Regions from separate parts of the Mus musculus genome. Here regions 2 and 3 are each linked to region 1. The links are chromatin contacts, called in public HiChIP or PLAC-seq maps. All regions are on one chromosome and are shown on one strand. Each heading gives the region's core, a stretch centred on a gene start, on an enhancer-like site or on the middle of the called end of the contact. The rest is flanking DNA. Distances are from core to core; before and after follow the strand shown.

The links. HiChIP or PLAC-seq counts read pairs in DNA pulled down with a chosen protein or histone mark.
Region 2: an HNF4G HiChIP or PLAC-seq map of pancreatic cancer cells shows a contact between it and region 1. The contact joins the promoter of Iqank1 here to the promoter of Gpt in region 1. A contact is called at or near these places in 1 of 39 promoter capture datasets (embryonic stem cells), 2 of 115 datasets of contacts at active chromatin or transcription factors (bone marrow-derived macrophages and pancreatic cancer cells) and 1 of 9 other capture datasets (pancreatic islet).
Region 3: a contact with region 1 is called in a FOXA1 HiChIP or PLAC-seq map of pancreatic cancer cells. The contact joins the promoter of Rbfox2 here to the promoter of Gpt in region 1. A contact is called at or near these places in 1 of 39 promoter capture datasets (neural stem cells) and 1 of 115 datasets of contacts at active chromatin or transcription factors (pancreatic cancer cells).

The regions. Positions count from the first base shown.
Region 1 is chr15:76,695,120-76,698,513 of GRCm38.p6, forward strand. It overlaps Gpt (glutamic pyruvic transaminase, soluble), which reads left to right and starts at 1,607. Exons shown (of 11, transcript NM_182805.3): 1 at 1,607-1,900; 2 at 2,040-2,129; 3 at 2,203-2,311; 4 at 2,423-2,556; 5 at 2,721-2,964; 6 at 3,184-3,263; 7 at 3,337-3,394. The coding sequence starts at 1,739.
Region 2 is chr15:76,008,060-76,011,453 of GRCm38.p6, forward strand. Iqank1 (IQ motif and ankyrin repeat containing 1) reads left to right here and starts at 1,810. Exons shown (of 14, transcript NM_001370920.1): 1 at 1,810-1,886; 2 at 3,277-3,365. The coding sequence starts at 3,281. It overlaps Fam83h (family with sequence similarity 83, member H), which reads right to left and starts at 1,439. Exons shown (of 5, transcript NM_001168253.1): 1 at 1,315-1,439.
Region 3 is chr15:77,305,314-77,308,707 of GRCm38.p6, forward strand. It overlaps Rbfox2 (RNA binding protein, fox-1 homolog (C. elegans) 2), which reads right to left and starts at 1,740. Exons shown (of 14, transcript NM_053104.6): 1 at 1,051-1,740. The coding sequence starts at 1,230.

The sequences.
Region 1 (3,394 bases), core at 357-2,856:
GCTTTCCTGAAAGCAGTAGGACACTTTGGAAAAAACTCTTCATGGGTGATGGAGTGGGTGGCCATGCAGAGGGACAGGAACGCTGGCTGGAAGGGAGACAGTGTTTTCCACAGGACTGGGCCAGAGCCAGCAGCGTGAAACAGGCAGAAGACTGGCATTAGTTAGGTGCTTCCCAGGGTCATGGTCTCAGTTTCTGGCATGAAGCCCTGATCCTGGGGCATGTCTGCCAGCTTCCGCCTGTGCTGGTATAGGTGACAAGCAGTTGGCCACTTGGGCTGTGCTGGCTAGGGACAGTGTATCAGAATGAGAGGGGCCCTTTAGGGGCCTCAAGCTAGAGGGAAGAAGGCAATTCTAGATCATGACCGTTGCATTTGTATTTGCATGGCCATCTCTACGAGGTCACATGGGCACTGACCTGGTCAGCCTGGTGTCCATCCTCAGGGCCTGTCCTTCCTCTAGCACCTGTGGTTGGAGGGTTAGTGTCCTTGGAAGGGCTTGGGGGAGGGTTGGTGATGACTGCTGGTTAAATTTAGAGTAGGGCTGTGCCGCCGCTGCCTGAAGTCCACCTGCTACCACTCCTACTTGGGCCCTGCTAGTAAGAGGCAGGCAGTGGCAGGTTCTGCCAGGGCCAAGCCTATATTAATCTGTGGTGTGTCCTGAGGGCCAGAGAAAGGCCACTGAGCTGGGAGGCTACTGTGGCATCAGAGCCAAGAGATCAGAGGTGAGTGTGTCCCCACTCCAGGGCCTCCAGGGACAGAGGGATTAAGGCTCACCTCATGCCTTCCTAGCTGCCTGCTGCCCAGCTTAGAAGTCATTCTCCCCAGCCCTTAGCCTGAGCCATGATGGGTCCAAGGGCTTAGATGACCAGGTGTTGAGCAAGTCTATAAGCTTTCTAGAAGGCCAGTGGGAGTGGGGTACTGTGGGCCTATCAGAGCTCACTTCCTGTTCTCTCTACCAATCAGGAGCAGCAGGGAAGGGGACTTAGTTACCCTTGGCCTGGGTTGTCGACCTAAGGGCACCCTCAAGCTGATGTGTATTGAAAGGGCATGAGGGCAGTCCAGGGTGAGGTGTGTCCAGAACTAGCTGTCCCGTCTCCAGTCTCTTCCCCTCCCCCTAAACCCTTGCAGTGGCTCATCAGAGACCAAGGTCCAAGCATAGCACTCTGTCAGTCCCCATGGAACCCAGAGACTACACATCTTTCTCCCTTCCCCCAGTGCTCCCCAGATTCCCAAGGCCTGGCTTAGTTACCTAGGAGACAAGTCCACTTGCTTAAAGTAAAGATGGAGTGTGTATCAGGTCTGAGGCCTAGGCTTCAGCTGGGCCTTGCTAGGGTAAATCTCCAGTAGTCCCTGGTTCTGTTCTTAATAGGCTGAGATGCTCAGTGCTCTCTTCTCCCAGTTTCCAGTGTGTCAAGTATTGAACCATCCGTCTGTCCCTACTCCCCAAGTGGGTCTCTTGCTCCCTCGTGGGGACACTAGGCGGCACTGGGCCTCGCCCCAAGCCCCGCCTGCTGCCTTACCAACTCCCTCTGGCACCCTGGGGCAGATCTGTGCCCAGCCTGATGGGGCGGGGCCCAGGGTGCTCCAGTTCCTTCAGCCTTTTCTGCCCCTTTCAGTAGGGCCAGAAGGCTGCCGTGGAGAGGGTGGTGCCTTACCTCACGCAGACTCCCCATTCCCAGCCCTGCTCCCCAACTGGACCCTTCTTCTTGAGCCAGCATTCTTGCCTGCTTTGAGCAGCCATGGCCTCACAAAGGAATGACCGGATCCAGGCTTCAAGGAATGGACTGAAGGGGAAGGTGCTAACTCTGGATACCATGAACCCATGTGTGCGGAGGGTGGAGTATGCAGTCCGAGGCCCCATCGTGCAACGTGCCTTGGAGCTGGAGCAGGAGCTGCGCCAGGTATTGCCTTGGGCCACTTACTGCCCTTCTGCTAAACTTGGGCTGCTGAGCTCGTCCCCAGCACAGTGGAATGTGGGACAAAGGCAGTAGAGTAGGGTGGTGGTGTTCAATCTCCCTGCCCGCTTCCTTTCTTTCCCAGGGTGTGAAGAAGCCTTTTACTGAGGTTATCCGTGCCAATATTGGGGATGCACAAGCCATGGGGCAGAGACCCATCACCTTCTTCCGCCAGGTTAGGCTGCTGTACTACCTGTGGTTACTCCTCCTTCCCCAGCTGCTCTGGACTCAGTACTTGGTTCTTCCAGGTCCTGGCCCTCTGTGTCTACCCCAATCTTCTGAGCAGTCCGGACTTCCCAGAGGATGCCAAGAGAAGGGCAGAACGCATCTTGCAGGCATGCGGGGGCCACAGCCTGGGTGAGTGCGAGCTCTAGGTGGAGCCCAAGCCTTAAGGAGAGGCAGAGAGGGACGAGTCCCTTGGGAAGATTACAGGACTTGGCCCACCTCATTTAGCTTGTCCCCTTTCAGGTGCCTATAGCATTAGCTCTGGAATCCAGCCGATTCGGGAGGATGTGGCGCAATATATTGAGAGGAGAGACGGAGGCATCCCTGCAGACCCGAACAACATATTTCTGTCCACAGGGGCCAGCGATGCCATCGTGGTAGGGTAGCCCAGGGCAGGGCAGGTCAAATCGGAGTAGCCCTATGTGTGAGGCTAGATGGGGCTGAGTCTGGTGCAGCAGCGTCAGCACAGGGCGGTGGTGGGGGCGGGGTGGGGTGTACAACTCTGGTTGCACTAACGCTGGGCTCCCTATCCGGCCTACAGACCATGCTCAAGCTGCTGGTAGCCGGCGAGGGCCGTGCGCGAACCGGTGTACTCATTCCCATTCCTCAGTACCCACTGTACTCAGCTGCGCTGGCTGAGCTGGACGCCGTGCAAGTGGACTACTACCTGGACGAAGAGCGCGCCTGGGCTCTTGACATCGCTGAGCTGCGGCGCGCTCTGTGCCAGGCACGTGACCGCTGCTGCCCTCGAGTACTATGCGTCATCAACCCCGGCAACCCCACGGGTAAACCTATCAGCTCCGCCCCCTGCAGTTTCACTCTTTTTACCCCCCCCCCCCCGCTAGCTCCGCCTCACTGGGCTCCTCCTTCCAGCCCCGCCTCTTCCTCCAGAACCTGCCCTTGCTCTCCAACCCCAAGCGCCTGGGCTGAGCACTCTTGGGCTTGGTTCTCTGTTGCCCGCGGGCGGCTGACTTTCCAGTCAGTGATGCATCTTCACACTCCAGGGCAGGTGCAGACCCGTGAATGCATCGAGGCCGTAATCCGCTTTGCTTTCGAAGAGGGACTCTTCCTGATGGCTGATGAGGTACACACAGGGGCACACAGAGTGGTGAGCAGCAGCTCAGCCCCCAGCCTGAATGACACTGCCACCCCTACAGGTATACCAAGACAATGTATATGCTGAGGGCTCTCAGTTCCATTCATTCAAGAAGGTGC
Region 2 (3,394 bases), core at 560-3,059, 690 kb before region 1:
AAGTGTGACAGAGATTGGAGGTGGGGACACTCCTATGTCTACTGGCCCTAAGAAGAGTGCTCCGACTTCCCTCTGGGGCATTGCCCTGACCTAAGGCTGTTGCTTTTCCTTCCTGTCTGCAATGTGAGGCGTGGCACACTGTTCTGGGGAGATGGAAGCAGAGCACCTGGGGTCTGATGCGGGCCTGTCTGCTTGGACAGGTCTCAGACTGGAGCCAGCTCTCCTAGGCAGCATTCCCACACTACCTGGGGATCCTAGCATGCTCACGCTGAGGGGACACTTCCTTGTATAAGACTGAGAACTGATACTGTCTAGCCAGTGGTGAGAACCCTCAGAGACACATGGGTTGGGAAGTGGCCTTAGTCCTGAGCGGCCACTGTGGTACCTGACCTCACAGAAGTCACACACGACCTTAAATGCCCTTACAATCATTCACTGGTACACATCGCCCCTTGACGATAGACGGGGCGGTGACCACTCCTATCAGCGATGAATCCAACAGCCTGCTCACTGACATCTGCCTATCCAAGTGGGGCCCTGCTTAAGGAAGGAGCCTATCCCACCCAAACCAGTGACTCAGCAGGAATTTTTTGTTCCTGACCTCCTACCTGAAGCTAGCCCCAGGCCCTTCACCACAAGTAGGGCAAGAAAATGACCCTTTCCTCTCCTGTCTGGCAGGAGGTAGTAGTGTTCCTGGGTCTGGAAGGGGGATCCATGGTTGAGGACCTTAGGCTACTACACAAAGAGGATGACAGGATGATTGTGATCAAGAAGGATTGGGGTTGTGGGGGACAAGAAGAACCTAGGAAGACCGGAAGTCGATGAATTATACAGCTTTCAGGTTAGGCACTGCAAGGCCCAAAGGTGTTACTGTACCCCAGGAAGTTAGCGGCTACCCAGGCCAGGTATCTTATCTGCCGATCCAGTCCAGGGATATGAGATCAGGAGTTAGGAGAGTCCAGTTTTCCCTGCCTTCCACACAAGGACCCAGCCCTAGACACCCCGGTTCATGGCGGCTCGGGGAGAGGCTCCGGGAAAGGTACAGGTCATGTCCTGACAATACCTAGGCCGCCAGAGCGAATCGCACTGTTCAGTCTCCTACTTGCCAGCGTGACCCTGGAAAATCCCTCACCCAGTGCCCCGGAGCGCAGTCTCCCTGTCTCCCACCCAGTCCCAAAGCACGCGCTCACTGCACCGCCCGGCCCAGGTCCAGAGACCAGACCCAGGTGGCACCGCGCGGAGGCCCGAGCCTCCCGTCCCGTGTGCCTCGCCCCGCCGTGCTGTGCCCGGCCCGCTCCGGGGCGGGAGCCCTACCTGGCCAGGTGAGCGGGGTTTCGGCACAGGGGCAGCAGGAGCCCACCGCCGCCCAGCGGCCTCGCGGTCCCGTCCGTCCGACAGCCACTCCCCGCCGCGGCCCGCCCGCCCGTTCGGCCTGATTCACGCGCCCGCCCCCGCCCCGCCCGCGCTCTGCCTCCTGCCTGTCCGGGCAGCACCTGGGCGGGGCGGCCCCACCCCGACGCGCCCGCATTCCTGCGCCCTCCGCGCCCCGGACCCCGGCCGCGATCCCGGGTTCCCAGTGTGGCTTCACTGGCGCCCCCAGCCCACACCCCAACCCCGACCCCTGAGCGCTCTGGTGGAGCCCCAGAGCTGCGCTCCGGACCCTGGCCAGCGCCGCTCCGGATTTCTAGAGCCTCGTCTTTCCGGACACTGAAGCCCCTTGAACCTATTTGAAAACCGATCGCTCAAAGCCCCTACTGCCGACCCCTGACCCTCGCCCCGGAAGTTGGGGTAACTCGGAAGTTCCGGCTTAGTCGCTAGGAAACTGGCCAGCTCGACGCGAGGGGCGGAGCTTCTGGCCTCTGTGTTGCGAGAGGCAGGTGAGGCAGGTGAGGTCTCAGACGGGGGGGGGGGGGGGGGGTGTTTGGGTACCCATCTCACTCAAGTGACCGCCCTACCGTTCGCAGACACACCTCTAGTTTCCCCAGTCCACTCCCCGCAGGCTCATCTTCGCGCATGAGACCGACAGCATAGGAACTCCACGGACCTCCCCACTCATTTGCCCAACCATAAAGGTTCCTGCGCACTCACCCGTACCCATGGGACCCCTCAGGCACAAGGGAATCTGGAGTGATCCGCCAGCAGAAGCCCCTCTGCCACACAGAATCCCGCAAACCAATCGTACCCCCCAAGTCCCCATCTCACATGAGGATCACTCTCTAAACTGCTCCAACAGTGTCGGTCCTGGCACCCACTGATCCTTTCCTGTGCAAACCAACTGAAGACACAAAGGTCCCGTCTTAATACATGCACATTAAAAGAGGCTGCACCCAAGATGCTGCAAGTACTGGATCCTCTACAGACAGGGAACCTCATGGTTGTATCGACCCCAACACATCACCCGTACACCTAAGGACTTAGTTCCTCCTAGAGCCCTAATCTACCCAGCCCTCCCTCCAACCCACTCCTCTACGCATGCCGTGCCCTGAACTCAGTCACATGTCCAAGCCAGCTTCCTACCTACCACTTCTCCTGTCCTAGATTCTCAGTGTCTGCCACCTGCCTGAACATTGTCCGTAAGACAGCTTACTTTCAGTCACTTTCTGGTCCTACTTTTAGGATAACATTTCATTAACTCCATCCCCAAATGCACTCTGGAGCCCTGCGGCCCCAGCCTAGTGGGTACATAAGTGTATGGAGTCAGCGATTGCACTACCCGCTTTCCTATTCATTGGCCCTGTGAGGGGTTCTAGGGCACTGGAAGACCCTACTAAAACAGGAGCGGAAAGTTCTTCCAAGAGGAGTGAATGGGGGGCCTGCCTTGTATACTAGGGAGAAGGGCATTGCTTCCAGAACCAGACAGCAGAGATTCCCAAGGCCAAGAAGGAAGAGGGTTTGCGGGTGGGGAGGGGCTGTGTTCAGCAGACCCACGTTGGCAGTAGTTGAAAGCAAGTCCGCAGAGCTCAGGCTGTTGAGCTTCTAGCCCAGCGATTTAGAGGATGGTGTTAGAACACAGAAGGACAGGCAGATCCAGAATTGTAGAGGACGGGGGTACCAGCATAAAGGGACACATCCTCTTGCTAGGTATCCTTCCTCGAGCTACTGGGCACATCCTTAGACCACCAGGGGCGGGCAGGTGGACCAAGAAGCTGGCTGGGGGACATGCTGGAGGTCTATGCTCCTGCTGCATGTTCATCCAGGGCCGGGGCAGTATTCCCACTGCCTTGTTCGCTGCCCTCCTGAATGTACCATCCCTGGACTTTTCCTTCCCACCCCCAGGAGAATGAGCACTAAGAAGGGGGGGCCCAAAGCTGCATCAGGGAAGGGGCAGGCGCTCCTCCCTGGGTCCAAGCTTCGAGCTACTGCTGGTGAGTGCCCCCTCTGACCTCCAGGGCAC
Region 3 (3,394 bases), core at 490-2,989, 610 kb after region 1:
AAAATGAGGCAGTTAAAATACGCTGAAACTTGAACACACCCTCCCCCCCCCCAAAAAAAAAGATACAAAGTATTGACTCAATGCACATTAAGCCATTCTGCATAACTCTTCCGAGTACATTAGACTGAGAACTCCTGGTGGAAAAGATGATGGCGTTTCTGGTCCCTTCCATCTCTAACATTCTACGATTCTAAAAGAATTAGAAAGCATCCCGTTGCTGCTGTGAGCCTCTCCATTTCGTAGCCAATATTTTCTAAACAGAGAGCAAATCCTAAAGCCCTTAAGGATGCATTACCTTCTTCAAACTAAGTACTAACCGCCTGTATCAATATCTTTGTCATTTCCCACCCTCAACAATCAAGCTAACACTGGAGGCCACAACTCAGAAACCAGTCTCCTAACAGCCCTATAAATTTTCTTTTCTACCTCAGGATACTAAGGAGTTTACTCCGCATCCTACGAACGTAGGATGCAATGGGTAAAGCACAGGCGGGATCTGCCTGGTGTCTCTCTCCAGACTTAATAACATGCTGCACAAAACTGAGACAGAGCATCACACTACCAAACTCCGCGGACTTCTCAAGACTGCTCGAGTAACTGATTGAACCCACAAGCTAAGCCACATCCCCTTTCGGGCTCGCTCTCTCTCCAGGAGTTGGCTGGCTTTTCAGTCTGTTCTCCACATGCCGTTCCCCCTTTCCTCATCCCAGTGTAAACCAAAAGGCGCCCTTCTTCTCCGGAGCTTTCCCACCACCAGCTTCCCTCGCTCTCAGCTCGGCCCAACAGCTCTCCTCTGGACAAATCGACCCAAGAACCCTCAACTTCTCAACAAACTGAGCACAGGCTTAAGAAATGGACTGCATCCCGATCCTGTTCAATCCCAACTCCAAAAGGAAAAAAAAAAAAATCCCACTCCCTCGCGCTGCCTCCGGGGCCCCTCCAGCCCCTGCACCCGGCCCCAAGCCCACTCTCCAGCCAGGCCCACCCGGCGCCCGGAGGCCCGAGCCCGCCGCGGCCCTCCGTAACCGGGCGCCCGTCCCGCGCGGTCACCTGCATCCCGCCGTCGGCCGCCTCCTCTGTGCGTGGCCGCTTGCTCAGGCCGGGCTCGGGTCCGTCTGCCCCCGCTCCGGGCACCGGCAACTCCACCTCCGACTCCCGCTTCATGCCCCGGGCGGCAGCGCCGGGCCCGAGCTGAGGCGGCTGCTGCTGCGCCTGGCCGCCTTCCGCCATCCGCCCGCGCCCCCTTCGCCACCGGGAGCCGGGCGACCCGCGACAGGCCACCTCCCCCTGGGCCTCGGTGCCGACAGTCGCGACAGGCGGGCGCGCGCCGGCCCCGCCCCCCGCGTGCGTGTGTGCGTGCGCGTCGGTCCGGAGCCCGGCTTCGGCTTCGGCTTCACTACCGCTCCGACTCAGGTTATGGCTCCGGCTTCGGCTTCGGCCCCGGCTCCGGCTTCTGCTCCGGCTTCGCGCCGGCCGCTCGCTCGCTCTCTCACTCGCACGCGCGTGCGCCGATCCCTCGGTCCCTTGGTCCTTCAGTCCCGCGCTCCCTCACCACTCGCCAGCCGTGCGGGGAAGGGGACGGCCTGGGCTCCCAGCTTGGGGAGGGCTGTTTATTTGGGAGGAGGAGGAGCGCGAGGCCGCAGCGAGCTGACTGGTCGGGATCCTCCGTCCCGCCACTGTGGCAGCGCCGGGAAGGCGGGGAGAGAGAAAGGAGAGAAGGAGGGAGGAACCTGGATGTGTGGGACTCGGGCCGCCCGCGCGAGAGGAGGCTGTAGTGAGGGGGCGTGGCTACGCCCCTCGGCAATCTCCGTCGCCTCCGCGCGGGCCGCCCGCGGGAGGCCGGGAAGGACTCGGAAAAGCTCGGGAAGCTCGGGGATGCTCTGGGAAGCATGGAGAGAGAAGGGGCCGCCTCTTTTAAGGCGGTGGCCGGGGGGCGGAGCTTGAAGGGCAGGAGTTCGGGGGAGCAACTTGGACTAGTTGCACTAGTGAGAAGTGATGACCTGATCTCTCTCATCTGGCTTCCTGGGATTTAGGGAAGCAGAGGGGCGCTCTGCGAGAGGAAGGTCCCTTTGCCTCCTTCCTCTCCAGCCCAAGACCTGGGAAGTCCAGGAGTGATGGCTCCCATATAAACTTTTCTGAGAAATGGTGCTATGAAGCGAATAATTGCATCTCTAATGATGTCAATATTTCTGATGTTGCCAGGCATGGCGGTGGTGCACACCTTTAGTCCTAGGAAGTAGGAAGCAAAGACAGGAGTATCTCTGAGTTCGAAGCCAACCTGGTCTATCTGCATAGTGAGTTCCAGGATAGCCCTACACAGAAAAACTGTCTCTAATAATAGTAATAAATAACGCCTGGTGTTTTTTTAAGAGCTTTACGTTTACATAGGGCATTTACGGAACCATTTTGAGCCTGACAGTAGAAAACATGGTTTTAATCCAATGGATGGACCTGAATTTGTTCAAGTCCTGAAGCAGAAATATGTGGCCAGTCAAGATGGCAATCTCTTGGTTTTACTCCTTGCTGCCTGAATAGCCCTTCCTAGCTTATCAGCTTTGTGCAGTTAGGTCTGTCCGGTAGGTTTTCTCCACCTGATTGTAAATAGAAACTGCTTCTGCCTCTCAGGGTTCCATACTGTGACATGGAAAGGGATATTGTGCAATAACCTAGCTTCTAGCCTTACCCTTGCTTGCTACTTTAAACAAGTGAGTTTTTCTCTTTGGATCCCAACTGCAGTATCTGAAATAATCCTTTGGATCAGTGGTTCCCAGCCAAGAAAAAGTTTCAGACCCTTTCAGCATCTCCCACTTCCGTATTTGTCATATGGTAAATTTTGTTCTTCACAAATGGAGACTATACTGGCATTTACTGAATAGAAGCTTTGAATGTTATTCAGAACTCTACAGTGCAGAGAACAATCCCTGCAAGAGAGACTTGTCCAAACCAGAATGCCAATAGTTCAGAGATTGAGAAACCCCAGGTCAGGTGATGTCTAAGGTTACTTGCAACCAGTCTGTGACTTGACCTTTGAACTTGAGTTAAGCACCTAAAAATGGACAGAGGGATGAAGATCTCTGCTTCAGAGCCAGACGAGTCCCAGGGAGGCTTGACCACTCCTGCCCATGTAATGCCGGACCACTGGTGGTTAAGAGAGGGAATAGAAGGGCTTGCAGGCTAGTTGGAAAAGACTGCACAACTTGCCTTGGAGCTGGGTTTTCCTACTGAGTATTTGTATGTTTGTAGGTTGCAATAGCTTAGCCATTTACAAGCCTTGACACCTTATGGGAGGGAGTTAATTAACGGCTCTTGTCCCTCAGCTTAGCTCTGACACCTAAAATTAGCATAATAATACTATTTTTAAAATAATTATTATGAAGATCAAGTGAGTTATCAA